Linked DNA regions of Drosophila melanogaster: region 1 is linked to region 2. A link is a contact called in public Hi-C data. All regions are on one chromosome and are shown on one strand. The core of a region is the stretch at or near the end of the contact, and the rest is flanking DNA. Distances in the headings are between cores, read along the strand shown. Region 1 holds the start of CG32333. Region 2 overlaps bab1 (bric a brac 1).

Region 1 (2,700 bases), core at 42-2,541, 210 kb before region 2:
TATAGCAGACTCTTAGACACCTTAATGAGTTATTATACTTTTTTAGCATCTGGTTAGGTTAGGTATCATATCAGATCCATATTAACCATCAAATCGTAGCAATAACTTAAACTTTGTAGCACAGTGTCGCCCGCATTGTGGGACCCCATTTTGTCCTCTTTGTTGACCATCAAATTTGGGTGCAAATGTCCTGTTTCGAACCATCCGAATTCGTTTTAATTAAATGCATCATAAATTCTCGCACATTTCAGGCTGTCACTGAAACGAGATTCCCTCGAATCGCACTTGTCACTCAGTTTTGAACACTTTTCCATTCCATTCCGAGAATTCACTTTTCTCTCTGGGCGCTCGTTGGTTTTCTTTTTTTTTTATGATTTGCTGGCGGGGGTTTTGCCCTACAATCGGCGTTGCCGATTTTTTGTCGCTCATTTTTGTGTGGCCATGAAAAGCGGAAATTTATTTATATATTTTTGCGTTTGCTCTGCGGCGCTTTGCGTATGAAATGTTTTTGCAATTTAAAAATAATTAACCCAGCGAAAAGTTGTTTGCCCAAAGAACGGTATGTGAATGCAGGAATACTCGTATAATGTGTTGTGGGCCGGTTTAAAAATATCAAGTAATTTTTGGGCAATTAGCAGTTCGAGAACTAAACTTATTCGGGTTTCGATCAAAACTTTGCTGGGCTCCAAAGTCCTTTTTTGGGGCTCTCGTTTCAGCTTTCGCCCGGAGTAAAAATATCCACCAAGCGGAATGGGAACTCAAAAAGTGGCGTCCCTTTCGATGGCCCCAAAAATTTAGGTGCAGCAGAGTGGGGCCATTGAATTAATTAGGCTGCGACAACGAGGAGCACTTTAAGCGGGGGCGGTCAAGTGGTGGGAGTGGCAGCCACCCCACCGCACCCCCTTAAGCCTGGCATTTTGCCCTAATTTTACTTTCTGCCATCAGGACGCACACTTGGGCTTCTGGGTTACGGGGAGCCAGGCAGCCAGGGAGTCAGGAAGCCAGCCGAAGAGACAATCGCTCTCTCTCTTTTATCTTCGAGCCATCACGATGTCATAATTTACGCACTTCTTCAGCGGATCCGGATTACTTGCACACAGCCATTGCCCCGCTTTCCTTTTTCCGGCTAATGAAATTAGAGTGCAGAAGAAGCCGAAAAATAAACCGAAAAACCGCACAAAACCGAACGTTACAACGAGCGCAACTATTGTGGGATTTTCTTTTCCGGCGTGCTCGACAATTTCCACCGCCAAACGCACGTCCGCACCGGGAAAATGTCTACAGCGAACTGAAGCGGAGAAACTGCGCCGGAAAATGAGAGCCCGAGAACTGGGAATCGAGAACCCAGAGGCGACTGCCGAGAACGCACACGGAATGCGTCGTCGGATGAATTGTTCCTCGTGCTCTTGGCCGAGTTTTCAGCATTTGGTTCAGATGAATTCGAACATTCTTCATTTATCCGCAAGAGAAAAGGTGAAGAGCACATGGTCCTCTCTTGGAAAAATCGCACGACGATTGATGGCATTTTAAATGTTCTGGCTATGACGGGTGATAAGTGATTGATTAATTGGCCATAATGATGTGGCATCAAGTTTTCGAGTGAAATTGAAAGTGCTAATTCCGCGAAAGGGCCGGTTTTTAAAACCGAGTTATGTTCGATTGCCTAATTTGTTCTTGTCCAAAAACATTGGATCATAATCACCATATGCATATCACCTTTTAATTCTTATTTATTTTTTATTTATTTTATCCTGAAATGTATCCTTTCAGATCACAAATACTTATCTATTTCTCCCTAAATGATTGCATTGCTATAAAATACCCTATTTGTGCATTTTTTTGATTGACACTTAAAAGTCCTGGCAGCACCAGCTGATTTCTCCTTTCGTATCCTCTCTTTCGGATCATACTGCGCATGTCCTCTCTTATCCTCTCTCTTGGCGAATCGAAAGCATCCTGTGAGTTCCCCTGAGTCCTGTTTTTTGCGACTAGCCCTTGCCGGCGGCGACCGTTTCGCAGGATACAAGAGGGATCCGGAGGTGAGTCCTGGCAAAACAGCTGGACACAAGGACACTTAGGTGGGACAGGACGATAGAAGACTGTTACTGGGATAAGGACAATAAGACGAACGCCGCGAATCGCGAATCGCTGGCAACAATGTTCGCGAAAAGCTCTTCTCTCGTCACTGGAGCAGTCAATCAAGGATGAAAATCTCGAAGAGGATGAGTCCTTTCGGCTTTCCTCTCCAGCTGATTATTCTATCGGCAGTAGTTTTGTTCAGTTGCCACACAGACAGGTGGCTGCATTCCCCTGGAGAAAAATGGTGGCAAAATGAGAGAGCAGAACTTCGGGGAAAACTGCTGACAGCACTTTCGGTTTTATTTGCGCGCATTATGGCGAAACAAGATTACTGAGATGGAGAAGGGAGAAGGGCAGTGGTGTGTGGTATGCGGTGCTGTTCAAAATGAATTGCTCATACGCACCGTTGCACCCCATGGGAAACGCCGATTAGATGATGAGCTTATTTCCCCCAAAAATGAGCGAGCTATGATGGATATCGTTTTTCAGATTAAATCACATATAGATGCCCACTATTAGGCTAATTAAAAAAATAAATGCCGTACTTATACAAAGAACTATTCTTGTGGTTTATATACTCAAAGCTAAAAGCTTATTAAAATAGCAAATACTAAATAAGTT
Region 2 (2,700 bases), core at 70-2,569:
TGCTGTGTTTTAACTACAATGTAGGCGGCTGCTGGTCGGAAAATTGCATTACTCCTGCATGCGAGCGAGGCAAGTGGCATGTGGCAAGTGGGGAGTTGATTTCTCCACTGTTTTGCGCAAATTTGATTAATCAGAGACCGCCGCTGCGACCTATCTACTCGACGCGAGACGCCTTGTCAAGAAGTCATCGATACTTTTGCGCAATCAGCGCAATTTGTGTGCGACGCCGTCGCTGGCAAGTTGCAAGTTCGTTCGCCCACCGCAGTGCCGAGAGCCTGGAAATCAAATTTAATATTATTATGATACACTTGTGCGAGCAAGTGCTCCAGGATGTGAGAATGTGAGGGTGTCTCGTCTTCCCCAGTTTCCCTTGCGAGCACAACCCCCGGCGGCACTTGATTATATATTCCAACGTATTCACGGCTCAATGGAGACGGAGTGCGTCGGCTTCCTTGCGTTCCGTATTTTTTTTATATGTTCAACAAAATAATAAGTGAAAATATTCATGTTTGGTTTTAGCGCACAATTGCGCACGTTTTGATTTCGACGGTATGAGATCGGCAAGGGTTGGTCCTGCATTATTTATGGAGCTCACACTTTGAGCCAAACACTTGCCACGGAAACAACGATGGCAACTGTTACAATTGAAGCGAGTTCAAAGAGCAGCTTATCGAACGTCCGCAGAAATCCCTGGAGTTTGGTAATCATCCACAAAGTGCGCAAAAGTATGCAGCTAAATATTTCCAAATATGCATGTTTCATTCACAGCATACTATTAGTGATTTGAAAAACCTTGCAAAATATACATTTATAAGCTTCATAAAACAAACAAGCACAGTGGGTGTCTGGGTCACTTCCCTTGGCATTTTCCCCTTTCTTTCACTCAATTAGCAGCTCTGAAAAAGAAAGCACTTCTGGTTCTTCTGGTTTCCCTTCCCTTGCATTCAGCAAACTTTTGTGTGTTTGGATTTTAGTGCAGATTTTTAACATTTTATATTGCACGTCATTACAGACAATTAAATGCAAAGTAGTTTCCTGCACTTGCTTCTTCTTCTTCTCTACGCCTCTTCTGTACAACAGCCACTATTCAACCACCCACCCACCCACCATCCCCGCAGCCATCCTTCCCCCCCCCCCCAACCATCCACCCACACGCGGTCAAAATGCAAAAAAGTTGAGAAGTTAAATGCCGACATCTAGTGGCGTGTAGCAACAACAATGCCGGGGCATTCATTCATATGTGGCACAGAGCAACAACAACAGCACTAACAAAAACAAGCAAAGCAACAACAACATTAAAAACAACACCAGCGGAGGCAACAACAACAGCAGGCAGTGATTATTGCCGCAACAGAGCACATTACACTTGTTTTTGTTGCCGCTCTTTGAACTACTCTCACAAAAGGGTTCAATCTATTTTGATATAAAGTTAAAAAAAAAGTTTTAAAAACTTTTGAAATTTATGCGAGTTTTTAGCAATTGAAGGTAAATTCAATAGTAATATATAATATATTGTATTTATTATACTGTGCAGTGTATGATAGTCTTCGTTTTAATTGGTCGAATATGTTAGTTGTATCTTTTTGCTTAAGTTTTTAGTTTTTTATGTTTCCATGTGATGTGTGTGTGTGTGGGCTCCATGTTGCTTTCCTCACTTTTTGCTGTTGATTGCAAATCTACATACGGACATACGGACAAACGGACATACGGACAAAAGACGAAGGCGGGGGAACTCGTCTTACTTACTTACGCTCGTCGTATGGAAAAGATAAATATCAGGGGCCCTGACGTTGGGTTTTTTAGCAGAAGGCGACTGCAGAAACAACGGGCTGTAAGAAAAACAATTATTATAAATACATGTGGCACAGTGTACTGGGTCTACGCAATTCAGTTTGAGTTTGGCCCACGACTGACGACAACTTCCGCCTCGGCCTCGAATCGCTTGAATGAGGTTGCAATTTATGCCACTTGCTACTTGCCACTTTATTATTATAATACAGAGAGAAACACTTTTTACTTGCTGCCGACCGCCGTTTGCTGCCCATTATTTTTGCAGTGTTTTGTAAGCGCTTTTTCATCAGCATGTTGCAATTGATAGTCGGGGAGTTGGGGAATGAATTATTCAAACGCTTTGCAGGAAGTGCCTTACTTTTTGAGTTGTGCAATCCGGTGGGTGAAAAGACTCATTGCCGCACACAGAAAGACAGTAAGATCTTAGTTGAATACATGAATATTGCTATGCTATTCTGGGTATATTACATTTTTAAAAATATAATTATTCGTACATTAAGTAGCTAGCTGTAAATTAGTTGCCACTCCATTGTGTAATCCATTATTTATTTATCAATGCAAAATTCAAATAGACAAAAAAATATGAGCCTAATATTTTGCACAAACAATATTAACACAAACTGTTACTTTTTGTGCAGCCAACTCGAAGGTGGCAAATAAATAATCGGCTATCAGTTTCTATTAATTTACATTCGAACCTGATCAACAAATCGCATTAGTCTTTGTCTGACAAATTGGCGTAAATAGCAAAAGCCATAAATGCCAAATCACAGCACCCGAAACAAAAGTCAAATGTCGCATTATGGGCCAAATGCAATTGCCGGCAATTAGAGGCGAAATCGCATGCAAAAAATCGGATTACGAAATTAATAAACTCGGCCCACGCACGCGTTGCATAAAACTGGGCAA

The links. Hi-C and Micro-C count contacts between places; a contact is called where the count stands out from the background.
Region 1: a Hi-C map of the Kc167 cell line shows a contact between it and region 2, with 1.5 times the contacts expected there. A contact is called at or near these places in 24 of 107 Hi-C or Micro-C datasets (the Kc167 cell line, the PNm cell line, the Ras3 cell line and 10 more).

What each region holds. Positions count from the first base shown.
Region 1 is chr3L:1,274,547-1,277,246 of dm6, reverse strand. It overlaps CG32333, which reads right to left and starts at 1,291. Exons shown (of 10, transcript NM_001274317.1): 1 at 953-1,291.
Region 2 is chr3L:1,063,345-1,066,044 of dm6, reverse strand. All of the region lies in intron 1 of bab1 (bric a brac 1), which reads left to right. Among named protein-coding and RNA genes, the nearest start is that of trio, 30 kb to the right of the region's middle.